Regions from separate parts of the Oryctolagus cuniculus genome. Here region 2 is linked to region 1. The links are chromatin contacts, called in public Hi-C maps. All regions are on one chromosome and are shown on one strand. The core of a region is the stretch at or near the end of the contact, and the rest is flanking DNA. Distances in the headings are between cores, read along the strand shown. Region 1 overlaps LOC103350987. Region 2 has its middle 50 kb from the start of CD34.

Evidence for each region. Hi-C and Micro-C count contacts between places; a contact is called where the count stands out from the background.
Region 2: a Hi-C map of skin fibroblasts shows a contact between it and region 1, with 4 times the contacts expected there. The contact joins two enhancer-like sites. A contact is called at or near these places in 3 of 6 Hi-C or Micro-C datasets (ear pinna, psoas muscle and skin fibroblasts).

What each region holds. Positions count from the first base shown.
Region 1 is chr13:22,693,261-22,700,086 of mOryCun1.1, forward strand. All of the region lies in intron 2 of LOC103350987, which reads right to left. It overlaps LOC138844937 (a long non-coding RNA gene), which reads left to right. Exons shown (of 2, transcript XR_011381415.1): 2 at 2,210-4,570. Among named protein-coding and RNA genes, the nearest start is that of MIR29B-2, 25 kb to the left of the region's middle. Within about 2 kb of position 4,146, at least 3 of the 8 cell types and tissues checked have an H3K27ac peak or open chromatin away from gene starts, as enhancers often do. A contact at or near this core is called in ear pinna, where this site is marked.
Region 2 is chr13:22,827,519-22,834,548 of mOryCun1.1, forward strand. No RefSeq gene overlaps it. Among named protein-coding and RNA genes, the nearest start is that of CD34, 50 kb to the left of the region's middle. Within about 2 kb of position 3,878, at least 3 of the 8 cell types and tissues checked have an H3K27ac peak or open chromatin away from gene starts, as enhancers often do. A contact at or near this core is called in ear pinna, where this site is marked.

The DNA.
Region 1 (6,826 bases), core at 2,896-5,395:
AGATAAATCAGCCGGCGATCCAGTCTCAGGCGGAACGGGCGGGCTCGGGGCCACAGTGAGGTGGCATTTCTGTTTACTGCCTGGGAGGGACACTTGCTCAGTGACCCCTAGAGGTAAATCATTTATTAAGCACCTACTGTGTGCTAGGGCAACATAATAGCACGGGAGGAGTCCAGGCCACAGTCCAGCACCTTAGACACATACATTCTGGGTGACGTCCCCAGGCGTACCCCCAAACAGGCACTGCTGCCATTTCAAAAACCTGCCCTTTCAAAGCTGGAATCCACTTCCTCCTTGAAATATCAAACATTTTACTGGGTTCCCAGGCTAGCTCACAGAAGCCTGATTTGTCCGCTTCAGAAGTCACCAACTCCAATGCCTTTGGGGACCAGACCAGTAATAAAAGAGTGCAGCGAGCAGGGAAGAGAATGTGCCGGGTGGAAAGCCTATAGCACTCCCGACGGGCAGCCTCCCCGGCGTGGGCTGCTCAGGGCTCCCAGGGAATGAAGACCTGGAGAATCCAGACTGGCCCGTTTCGCAGGGCAAGACGGAAATCTAGCATGACCACGTTAAACCCCTGATTTTTAAATACTGTCCAAAAATGTTAAAAGTCAAAACATACCTACACAGAGCTTCCGGTTTTAGTCGCCGGCTCCTAATGTTTCCAGGATGCAGTCTGTTTGCAATGAAAAGGGGGAGCAAGTGTGGCCAGAATGAGAAATGCCGTAAAACAAACGAAGACAACAGCAACCAGAGAGGAAATCCTTGCTCTGCAGGTGCTATGGGGCAGAACGAGGGCACCCTGAGCCTTAGGTCGACAACGCTGTCCATCAGCCCTACAATGGGGGCTACGTGACAGTTACTACAGGACACACTCACGTGTCCTGCCCTGACCAGCGGGAAGGGCGTGGACCCCTCCCACAATCCCTGCTCTCTCCCACTCGAGAGCTGCCGCTCTGGACATCCACAAAGGAGCTTCTCAGGGCTCTGAGGATGAAACTGGAAGGGATTATCTTAATCCAGCCGCCCATCCAAGGCACGGGGCCTCCCTATCCCATGCCACGACCAAGTCCCTGCCGGGCCTCTGCTGGTCCAGCCGCAAGGACTCAGATGACAGGGACACAGCTGAGACGAGACGGTTCCATAGGTAAACTCTGGCTGCCAGGCCTCGGCCTCTGGAGCCCGCAGGTCAATACTACTCCCCCAAAGGCTCTGAGATATTTTAGGACAGCTTTTACGACCACGAGATTTTAGGCTGAACAAGAAGGTACAAAAGGGGAAATGAAAAAGGAAGGGGACCGGGGTGTGCAGAGAGGCCAGAGAGAAATATTCTCAGCCTAGCTGACGAAAAGTTAACGAGCCAAGGAGACAGGACAAGCCACGCTCGTGAGAAAGCAGGCGCCAAGGGCCAAAGACAGACCTGAGGGAAAGAAGGGCCTGCGGGAGCCACCGGCTTAGACAGTTCCCAGGGACAGCCACCAGGCTGTGCCAACGATCCAGGACACACTGCTGAAAACCCGGAACTGGGAGAGAAAGCTACAGGCACGTCACAAGCCCTACGACGGAACACGCGCTTGCCCATCTCGGACAGAAGGGTCTCCTCTTGCCGGGGACTTGCTGGGGTGCTCTGCAGACTGTGGGCCTGAGTGAACCCCCCGGGAAGGGCTCTGCAGTCACCTTCCCAACCGCTCGCCTATATTCCCGTCCACTCAAGTCCCGGTGATAAGAAGTTCTTCACGGAGCCAGGGTTTTGGCGAAACAGGTAGAGCTGCCACCTGCGACACCGGCACCCCATATGGATGCCAGTTCTTGTCCCAACTGCTCCACTTCCCATCCAGCTCCCTGCTAACGCGTCTTGGAAAAAGCAGCAGAAGATGGCCCAAGTGCTTAGGCCCCTGCCACTCACACAGGAGACCTGGAGGAAGATCCTGACTCTGGCCTGGCCCAGCCCTGGCTGCTGCCGCTATGCGGGGAGTGAACCAGCAGTTGGAAGATCTCTCTCTGTGTCTCTCCCTCTCTCGCTCTCTTTCAAATAAATAAATAATTTTTAAAAAAAAAAAGAAAGAAATGAATGGCTATTCCAAGGTTATACAGGTATCATCTTCTAGAAATTTCATTGTTCTAACTTTTACATTCAGATTGATGCTCTCGCTGCGCTGGCACTTATTTTTGTATGCAGTCAAGATGCTTTTTTTTTTTTTGCTTACAGACACCCCGCTGACCCAGCACTATTTATTCAATGACCATCCGTTGCCTACTGCTCAGCGGTGACCTCCTTGTCATAAATCAGCCCTCCAGACATGCAGGGGTCTGGTTTGGGGCTCCCTACTCCATTCCTTTGGTCGGAAATAGGATGGACAAATGGGCCTACTACTGCAGTGTACATCACTAGTCTTAAATTTAAAAAGTATAACTTGACAGGGTTGGTGCTTTGGCATACTGGGCTAAGCCTCTGCCTGCGGCACTGGCATTCCATAAGGGTACAAGTTGGTATCCCAGCTGCTCTTCCAACCCAGCTCTCTGATTATGACTTAGGAAAGCAGTAGAAGGTGGCCCAAGTCCTTGGGCCCCTGCACCCTCATGGGAGACCCAGAAGAAGCTCCTGGCTCCTGGCTTCAGATCAGCCCAGCTCCAGCTGTCACAGCCATTTGGGGAGTGAACCAGCGGATGGGTGATGTTTGTCTTTCCCTCTCTCTGTCTGTATGTCTACCTTTCAAATAAATAAATAATCTTTACTTTAAAAATATAAATCGAGCAGCCAATGTATGAGGTAGACGGAGCGTGACTAGGCACAAGCCGGGATGGGGACCCAGCCTGAGCGTCTCAGAACAGGGAGAGCAGGAACAGTCCAAGGTGAAGCCACACAAGCTAAGAACGGGTACAGCTAGATGACAGGCACAGCAGTAAACGCTGAGCCTTATTTTCTGTAACCAGCAATGGCGTGATCTGGAGTAGAGTCACACGAGCAGAGAGCACTGCACCCCAACGTCCCGAGTGAGGCTTTGAGCAGCAGGCAGGTTGCCCTAGTTTTTCTGAGCCTCAGTTTCTTGATCTGCAAAATGGGGCTAATCTTCCTCCATGTGCTATGACATTTAAATCGTTTGACATGGTCACTTATCACAGAGTCCAGCACTGTAAGAACTCAAAAAATGCTGGGCATGATCATTACTAGTGAGTGCCCGGATACCAGCCGGACAAGGGAACAACCTCGCCACTCAGTGAGCGATCACCGGGTACGCATCACTAAGCAAAGACAGCACATAAACATCCAACCAGGGACGGAGGCACAGCGCAAGTCTAAAGTAAGATCTGAATCTGAATTCTAGCGCAGACCACTAGGTACATAAACCTGAACAGCGTACTGGACCTTGACCTTGCCGAGGTCCTCTTCGTGAGAACCTCGGAGAGCCTACTGCGCGACACGGAGGCATTCGGCACAGGTCCCGGCACAAAGCCGGTGCTCCGCGAGCCCCCGCTGCCGAGAGGATGAGGATGACGACTGTGTACTCAGGACAAGAAAAGGCCCGGTTATGCCCCCAAAGGGCCACCAATGGCCAAGCATTCTCAAGTGCTCCATCCAAGTCCTGACCAGGCACTCCCGCGCCAGACGTCATACCAACAAGACTAAGTGGACAAGGTCAGGTTTGTCCAGGTGGTAGGTCCAAGATGAGACGAGGGGCCTGGAGAAGTCAAACAAAAGGCAAAATACCGAGACCGGCCAACACTTGCTGAGAAGAGGTGAATCTCCAAATCTCAGGGGACTTTAAGATGACACGAAAACATGGAGTTGATAAACATCCCTCATCACCAAGAGTCCGAAAACGTGCTGGGCTGCTCAGGGCAGGGGTCCAGAATGGCACCTCTCAGTGGAAGGCCTGCACGGCTTCCATGGCGGGGAAGGCTGCGCAGGGAAGGTGGCTGCAGACAGCTCAGATCAGCACTGACCAGTGACTGCGATGTGGCCAGCTGCCTGGAGGACACACCCCAGAGCCACCAAGGAGCTCCTGCCACCAAATCCCCATCCCAGCGGACTGGGGCACTTCCCCCCCAGTGGCGGAGCCGCCGCGAACAAGGCCCTGCAGTGACAACAAACACTCCAAGGACACAAAGCGGTGCGGGGAGCCAAGTGAAAATCCGAGAGACAGGGCTGGGGACAGCCTGTGCTGGAGGGTAGGTCCTGGCAGAGGGGAGCTGCAGACGCGGGCAGAGAACACCGCAGGAGCCAGGTGGCAGGGAGAGTGGCCTGGCAGGCGCTGGCCCTGGGAACACGGGACTCCCTGGACTGCAGGGTGACAGAAGGCGAGTGAAGGCCAAGGTGAGGCCTGAATTCAGAGCACACACGGAAGCGAGCCCCAGCACCAACACGCTCTCTCGCGAGGAACACACCCAAGGGCAGTTTCGTGAGAGGGCCTGTTTGTCTGGGGGAGAGGTCAGATACCGTGCCTGGCGTGCCCTGTTTGTAAGCACAAGCTTCCTCCTGGACAGCCTGAGTCCGTCTGCGTCGCGGGCCAAAAGCCCAGGCTCCGAAGTGTCCTGCCCGAGCTGGGAAAGCAAAACGGGCCAAAACATCTATCTTGTCCCAGGCCGCACTGATCCTTAAATCCAAGCTCCTGCCCTAGGGGGCTCTCAACTCAGCCTCCTGCAAACCCCAGCCTGGCAAGGGCTCTGGCACCTGCCACTCTGACCATGGCCACTCCACGAGCCACAGACCACAACCCTAGACCTGGGGCTTCTAGCGTTGCCCAAAACACAGGGGACAAAGTCTTCTTGCGACTAAGGGAGTAACCCAAGGCGCCTCTTGGCTGGCTGCTCTTAAAATCCTGGCCCTGTCAACGGATGGAAATAATTTCCAGGACATGGAGTGTGGCCGGGCCGCGTGAGTGGGACTGAAAGGAGCTTTGCCCCATTCCCCAGCAGCAGGACTAAGGCCTGGGCCACAGGCCAGGCATGGCCGGGGATGTGGGAGGGTCGCACCAGAATCCTCTGTGCACAGACCAGTGCCTGGAGATGTGACTGCAGCTCTCATGGGCAGGAGGTGTCTCCAAGGCCCTCAGAACCCGGGCAATGGATGACTCATGGGGCTGCACCGACCTCTGTGTGACCACATAAGCCTGGCGCCATGTGACTTAAAAATGGAGTCTCCTTCCTGCCCCAGAACTACTGCTTTGCTTAAGTGAGTCAGATCTGGAGAGCAGGAGTCGTGAACACTGCTGGGACGGGGGTTCCCCAAACCACTCCGGCCTGCGTGTTCCCTTCTACATGATCCTACACCCCACAAGGGGCCACATCGGCACCCACAGCCTAAGACAGAGGAGGAGAGAAACCAAGGGCCTTCGTGCTCGGCCAGCCAGGACAGGCCAGGCTTTGGGCCAAGTGCCTGCCTCGTGAAGAGCTGGGGCAGGGACAAGACCTCCAGGGCCAAGGCTCTCACTTGGCAGCGGGCAAGGGGCTGGGACAGCTTATGACGCTTAACGTCACAGCTGCTTACGGCACTATGCAGAAACATCTGGGACACACGCTCCAGGCACTTTCACAGCGTGAAGCCATGGCAGAAGTCAGGTCTCATGAAACCTTGTGACGTCATCAACACATCCTGTGTGTGTGCAGGGCTCCGGAGCTGGAAGGTACGGCTGACCAGAACTCTGCGGGCGGCCATTGCATTCTGTGGTTGTACTAGAACAAGACTCTTCTGGAGGGCTCGGCGCTCCAAAGCCCCCTGGGACCACTGGATGGCCATGATTCTTGGGCCAGGACCCAGGAGAGGCCCCGGAGGCTAGTGTTCTTTCTCCAGAAGCAGAGCAGCCATGCCAGCCGTGCCTTAGCAGATACGAGATATTTTCGGAGGTGTACCCCAAGGCCATGCAGTTCAGGGGGAAAGGGGCATCCCAGTGTTCTGCAGCACCCGACAGAGGCCCAGGTGAGCAGAGACAGCAGGCCAGTCCCACAGAAGGGGCAGCCCTTCCTTTATTCCAAAAACGTTTCGGGCTGTATGGCGGCCGTAGTGCATGGCGCTCTTGGAGGAACGTGACCCCTGGCCATCAGAGGCTGCTGAGCTGGAGGAAGCAGGGTCTGGGGTACGGCCGGCCCCTCAATCACACCACAGCCCCCAAACAAGATGGGCCTCGTCCACTGGACTGAGACACCTGCGTGGTGCCTTTCTGGTGGGCAGAGCTGGAGGCGGGGGCGGCGGCTGCAGCCGGAGTGTGCTGACGACACAGTCGAGAAGTTTCTGAGGAGGCTGACTCAAAAAAAAAAAAAAAAATCCCACTAGAGCTTTCTGAGTCAGCAGAGGTTGAAGAACGGGACAGGAGCTGAGGTGCTGAGATAAGCCTGGGATTCCCCAGCCCACTTCCCCAGCAGCAAGTGGGGCACCCCTGTTCAGCAAGCCTCCCCCCTGCCCCAGCGGCCAAGGCAAGCACAGGGATCACTGCCACAGACGTAGTCACCCTTCCTGCCCCAAACCCGCAGCCAGCCACCTGCTCCCACCCAGGGGGAGCCTCCAGAACCCTGGGGTGGCAAGGCCCCTTCAACAGGCTAAGCCATCCCCTGTGACAGCCGGACTCCCAGGCACTCTGCTTCTGATCCAGCTCCCTGCAACTGCACCTGAGAGGGCAGCAGCAGATGCCCCAAATCCTTGGGTCCCTGCCACCCACTTGGGAGACCAGAATGGAGCTCCTGGCTCCTGACTTCCACCTGGCCCAGACCTGGCTGTTGCGGCCACTTAGGGAGTGAACTAGCAGACAAAAGATCTCTTTGTTTCTCTCCCTGTCACTCTGCCTTTCAAATAAATAATTTTTTTTTTTTTTAAGAAAGGCACCTTTAACTC
Region 2 (7,030 bases), core at 2,628-5,127, 130 kb after region 1:
TCTTAGCTCTGACTTCAGATCAATAAGCAACAGGGCACAGTGACCTCTGCCCCATGCACTTTCTCTCCCTCCCACGGGGTCCTACTCGGTATTTCACTCCCCACGTGGCATACAATGATGGATTACAACCGGGCTCAGCGCTGCAGGCTCCTTTGGCTTTCTCTCCATTTCCAGGTCAGATTCACATTAATGAAAGTGTCTTCTTCCCAACTGCCTGCCGCCCGCTTGGCATCTTCCAGTCATTTCTCATTTCTGATCTGGTGGCCACATTGGCTTCCAAGCTCATTTATTGGGTGACAGATATCACAGAGTCCATTCAATGTCATGATGGTTCTGGTGCTTCTAACGATGATTGGTTGTACATGGGTGGCCCCCTTGCCTCAGGGAAGGGGTCTTTGAAATGTCACATGATGTGCGGGACACCTTCTCTGTGTCTTACTGTGTATGAGGGTTACGGCAGCCCTACGAGGGAAGGATCATCAGACATAAGGAAGACATTGAGGCTTGGAAAGGCCAGAACTAGTAGGTGGCGAACACCACCGTTTGCACCTCTTGCACTCCAGGGCTGACTGCTCTTAGGGCAAGAACAGCCCTCATGCTGTGTGAGTGCTGTGAGCACAGTGGAGCAGTGTTGTTCACACGCGTGCTCCTTGTTGCGTGTACCCCATATGTTTTTTGAAAACTCTGCTGTGACTGCTGCTTGCATCTCCCAAGACGGTGCTGGTCTGCAAAGGGTTTCACAATGACTTAAACAGCAAAACAACTCCTAAAACATTTCCCATAAAGTGCCACATGGAAAAGTCATGTGTGGTGTGCACATTGTGGACGGATGCAGCAGTGTGAGTACGCCCTGTGCGGATGCGTGAGTCTCTGCACCCAGGGAGGGCACATCTTCCGAGCGGTACCATTGCATTCTGGGGTGGAGCTGGGCACCCGGGCAGACATTTTGGCCAGCCTTCCTCTACCCTTGGGTGCACAGATCTACAGCAGAGAGGGCTTGCGGTAGAAATGGATTCCTCAGCTCTGACCCTTGTTGGCTCAGCTCTGCCATTTCATAGCTCCCCTGTGGGCTGTGCTGGCAGCCCTGTCTTTGCACCTGCCAAGAACACTGCTTCCTTCCAAGGGACCCTTCCCAGCCCACAGCCTCTGTCGGGTCTCAGGCTGAGAGGGGTTGGCCATGTCCTATGTCTTCCTCCTTACCACGGCTGATCAGACAAGGAGTGAGTGACATCTGACTCAAGGACCGCCAATCTGCAGACTGACCAGTGACCTATGAGGTGATCTGGTGTGAAAATCTCTTCCCTATCAGAAGTTGTACAGTGAGCTGGGACACTCAAGGGTTTGTTCTTGGAAATTCGAAATGGGCATCGGAGAGAGGTCCAGTCAGTTGGCAGAAAGAGAAAACAGAAGACACAGGAGGGGGCAGACAACAAGAAAGCAAACGAGCCATACCAATGGGGAAACAGAGGCTCAGAACTGGGGACACTGAGACAGATCGTTGCTGGACACCCCTCTGTGGCCCCTGGCCAGACCTTGCCTCTGCTTATTCACTCCAGCGAGATTCTAGTCCTAGGCATTGTGTTGATTCCAACGATTTGGGCTGCAAGTAACAGAAAACCCAATAAACAAGGTCTAAATAAGAAATATAACCAACCTCATTTAATAAGAAAACCACAGAAGCTCCCCCCCACCCTGGCTTGACCAACTTAGTGGCTCAACTATGTCAGGAAGACCGCAGGTGTTTCCTGAATTTGTCCCATCACCCCTCTCCTCTTTGAGTCTAGTTCAAAATGTTTGTGGGAAATGTGCATATTTTACAAATTCCACTTTTCCAAGAACTTTTCAAGTGCTTGCCCTTCTAGCTGATTTTCTTTCATGGTCTTAGAAGACTAAAGCAGTTCCCAGAGCTGACGTCAGGGATGGAAAAGGAACTACCCATTTCCTGTGTCCCTTACAGGAGGGATGAATTCCCTCCACACAATCCCAGCAAGTTCCTCCCACAGCTCACTGGCCCGAAGTACACCCCAGGCTTGGTCCTAGGTCAGTTGCGGGAACCAGGGTAGGGAACGCAGCTTCTCTTGAGGCACATGGTAGCTCCGTACTCGAACCCCTTCCATGCTAGCTTCCTGTTAGCCAAGACAAAGGCAAGCAGCAATGTCTCCTGACACCTGAGGGACCAAACAGTGACGTTCCAGTCCGTGAGGTGCCCTGGGTGCATCAATTTCAACTCCAGGAGTCTGCTCACATTCAGACCATCATGAGCAGATTGAGGGCCTGGCTTTTAGCAGGTGCACCCTTACAGAGTAACTGAGATTTAGGGGCTACATAAATGCCATACATATGGGGGCCTAAAAGTCTCCATTGCTTTCCATATATATACATTTATTTATATTATATATATATGTAACTTATTTGAAATATAGAGGAAGACACTGAGAGAGATGAGAGATCTTCCATGCACTGGTTCACTGCCCAAATGGTTGCAACAGCTGGGGCTGGCTCAGGTCCAAACCAGGACCTTAACCGGCATTCTGTTACAGGATGCTGGCATCGCAAGCTGTGGCTTAACCCACTGTGCCACAGCCCCAGCCCCTACTTTCTGGTATTTTATAGGACGTTCGCCCATGATTAATGGACTCAGGAATACGTCCATCACACTGCTGCTTAGCCCTGGGTTCCGTGCTTATTTCTTGCCTTCCTGGGCCTCTTAAACAGTTAGGCAGCCTATCTTTGGGAGGCAGGGCCTACCTCTAGCCTATACGGACAAAAGTGTTCTGGAACCATGGTTCTCAAAACTTCCAGGTGCCTCCCAGAGTCACCTGGAGGGCTCCTTGAAACCACACGTGCCGGGGTTTTCCTCCAGTTTCTGGCCCCACAGGTCTAGGGTGGAGAGGAGAATGCGCTTCTCTAAGGGGGTCTCAGGCAGTGCTGCTGCTTCTGGGCTGGGGACAGCACTGTGAGAGGCACTGCTCCGGGCAATGGGAGCCCATTTTCCTTCCAACTGGAGGGAGCACCTAAGGAGGCCACTAAGAACCCCTTCGTGTCTGGCACCTGCTCTCACCACTGCTGCCCACCGCAGGGGCGGGCTGGCCTAACTGATGCAGCCCTGGGAGAAGCAGAGGTCCCCTCTCTACAGGAATGCTGGGGGTGGTGGAGGGAACTCTTGGCCTCCCACCAGGACAGGCAAAGAAAGGACTTCAACCTTTGGTGCCAGAGCCTAAGCAGGCAAGCAGGCACAGACCCCAGGCCTTTCCCAGGCCTTGTCCCCTTTAATACATAGGTGTCGCACCCTGCGGTGGAGGCTGCGGGAGAGCCCCCTGGAGGACAGGACAGGTGGGCGAAAACATCAGTTCAATGCATGGTTCTTTGCGTCTGGCCTTAAGCAACGTAAAGGGACACGCAGGGCTGGGTAGAGACCCTCGAGGGCTCGGCGCAGGTATTTCTGGGCTCCACGGGCTGTCACCTTCCTAAAGGCAGCTGCCCACTGTCCTGAGGTTCTGTCCGCCTCGCCGTCCGCACCTCTGCGCAAGGCCTGCCTGCACGCATATGCATTTCCTTCATGAAGGGCAAATTGCGAGCTAGGGCTGTGGGGGTGACGAGTCGGGGGCGGAAGCCGGCGTTTCCCACCCTCCAGGGCCGGCGCCGGCCTGGCAGGGCCCGGGAGCTGAGACGTTTTCGTCGCACGTCGAGGACAGCGCGGCCGCTTGGCACAGCGTTCCGGGGAGGGCCGGGCCGCCCCTGCAGCGCGTCTCAGCGGAGCCCCGGGGGCTGCGCCGGCTCCTCCAAACATTGCTCAGAGCCCCGCGTCAGCCTTGGCTGCAGCGCCTGGCGCGAGCGAGCCGGGCTTTGGCGGCCTTGGCCCCGTCTGAACCCTGCGGGCCGCGGGCCAGGGCCGACTGCGTCGCCGCGCCAGGACCCTCTCCCGACGCCTCCCGGCCGGGCCGCTGCAGCCTGCGCCGCGTTCCTCGTGCGGGGCTCCCGCGCCCCTCGTCCGTGCCGCACTCAGGCCGCACTCCAGCGCTTGCACCCAGGCTGCCCGAGCACTGCCAGGCGCATTTGGCTGGGCAGGCGCCCCCCAGTGCTCTTGTGCGCCTGTGTGCCGGCGGCGGCGGGGCGGGGGGGGGGCAGTCGCGGGCAGGGCGGGAGCAGGGGACGCGGCTGCCTGGTGTGTGCAGCTGGGCTCCGGCACAGGGCTTTGCGGGCTCCGGGTGGGGCCGCGTGCTCTGGCAGCTCCTGTCTGCGAGAGCCCAGGCGAAGATCTACCTGGAGGCACGGGAGGGTTCGAACCTCGGGGAGCAGACGGGTCCTTGGATGCGGGGTGGAAGTCTGCGGCCTTGGCTCACCCCCCACCCCCAGCGAAAGCCAGCCCCTCTTGCGTGCTTGGTTATAAATAACTCTAGCTACCATTTGAGTGCTTGTTATTTTCCGGGTGCTTTCCGTGTTGTATTTTTATCTCCCTAGCGAGTAGCAGGCCAGGTGTTATTATCTGCTGCAGGTGGAGAAGGACTCTCATCCAGGAAGGTGACTTGCCAGTGGGGGCCCCTGGTAGGTGGGCACCAGTGGCTTGAGGCCGTCTCTACCTCTAGGGATTCCTCTCTGTCGATGAGAACACCTATACCACGCAGGGACGCCTAAAACTGTCAAACGGGAGGGGAGCCATTCTCCTCGCCTGCGCTCAGGCCGCATTCTGAGGGCCAGGGTGAGAGGCTGACCATCCCTCTGCAAGGGTCCAGGTGCAGGAGGAAGGGGCTCAGGGCCTTGGGCTGTGGCGTAATCGGATAAGCCTCTTCCTGCGGCGCCTGCATCCCATGTGCGAGCAGGTTCGAGTCCCGGCTGCTCCTCTTCCAATCCAGCTCTCTGCTATGGCCTGGGAAAGCAGTAGGAGATGGCCCAGGTGTTTAGGCCCCTGCACTCATGTGGGAGACCTGGAAGAAGCTCCTGGCTCCTGGCTCCTTGGCTTCAGCTGGGCTTAGCTCCAGCCATTGTGACAGCTGGGAGAGTGAACCAGCGGATGGAAGACCTTTCTCTGTCTCTTCCTCTCTCCATAACTCTACTTTTCAAATAAATAAATAAATAAAGTGTTTTAAAAAAAATGAGGAAGGGGCTCAGACTGAGGACCACTGGCAGTCCTTCTTGCCCGTCTTCCCCGACCTGGGTGTGGGGGGGGGGGAGGGGGGACGGTGGCTGAGTTCTTCCCTCTCATCTCCATGCCACATGGTTCAGCATGGACAGCATTGTGGTGGGGTTTCCCTCTCACCACCAGCTGGGCAAAAGGATTTTCTTTCAGCTTCAGTGTGGGAAGAAGACGAGAAGTGCACCCTCCAGAGCTCGGTCTTGAAATCCTTGGGAGGCCAGCAGCACCCTAGCACAATCCCAGCTGTGTCTAGGATTCACTTTGTAGATTAAGTGGGTAGAACACTACAAGAGGAGGCTCAGTAGCAGAGAGATTTTGGTGCTATTTTTTTTAAAAAAACGAAATGAAATCTATTGCAAATACCACCACCCACTGTCTTGCCTGACCCCATAGGAGTTACAACAAGAATCACAAATATGAGAGGTGGTATTGTTCCTATAGGACACTGGAGGTGACAGGGACATGAAGATGAATGCCATCTTCGAATCTTTCGTGAGAGTGAGATAAGAATGACCATATGAGAAAAAGAACTCTCATACTCTGTTGGTGGGGATGTAAATTAGTACAGCCATTATGGAAAACAGCATGTAGATTCCTGAAAAACCTAGGATTGGGACCACCATGCTGGGTATGCATCCAAAGGAATGGAAATCAGCGTGTGGAAGAGCCAGCTGCATTCCCATGGCACTGTGGCACTATTTACAAAAGCCAAGATACAGAATCAACCAAAGTGTCCATCAACGGAGGAATGGGTAAGAAAATGCGGTGCACAGACACAATGGAATACCACTCTGCCACAACAAAGAATGAAATCCTGCCATTTGCAGCAACATGGATGGAACCAGAGGGCATTATTTCAGGTGAAATAAGCCAAGCACAAAAGGAGAAATACCACGTGTTCTCACTTATATGCAGATGCATGAAAAGTTGATCTCAGAGAAACAGAGGTTACAATTGTGGTTGCTAGGGGCTGGGAGGGGTTGGGGGAGAGATAGAGAGAGTGTGGCTGGAGGTAGCTGGGGTGCAGTTAGATGGGGGATAGCTGCTGAAGCTCTGTAGTACAATACAGGGTAGGCATGGTTGACAACAATTAATTGTGTATTTCAAAACCGTTGATGGGATTTGCAACACTCCTAACACAAAGCAATTGTAAATGTGTGTCATCATGGGTACTATCAATTATCCTAATTTGATTATTTTATACTTTACATGTATTTTATTTTACAGAAAGCTTGTATTTAGTAAATATAAATTTCATAAGTACAGCTTTTGGATTATAGTGGTTCTTCCCTCCATACCCACCCTCCCACCCACAAACCATCCCATCTCCTACCCCCTCTCCCATCCTATTCTCCCTTAACATTCATTTTTAATTATCTTTATATTCAGAAGATCAACTCTATACTAAGTAAATATTTCAACAGTTTGCACCCACACAGACACACAAAGTATAAAGTACTGTTTGAAGACTAGTTTTACCATTAATTCACATAGTACAACACATTAAGGACAGAGATCCTGCACGGGGAGTAAGTGCACAGTGACTCCTGTTGTTGATTTAACAATTGACACTCTTATTTATGAAGTCAGTAATCACCCGAGGCTCTTGTCATGAGCTTCCAAGGCTATGGAAGCCTCTTGAGTTCACCAACTCTGACCTTATTTAGACAAGGCCATAATCAAAGTGGAAGTTCTCTCCTCCCTTCAGAGAAAGATACCTCCTTCTTTGATGGCCCGTTCTTTCCATTGGGATCTCAGTCACAGAGATCTTTCATTTAGGTCATTTTTTGCCACAGTGTCTTGGGTTTCCATGCCTGAAATGCTCTCATGGGCTTTTCAGCCAGATCTGAATGCCTTAAGGGCTGATTCTGAGGCCAGAGTGCTGTTTAGGGCACT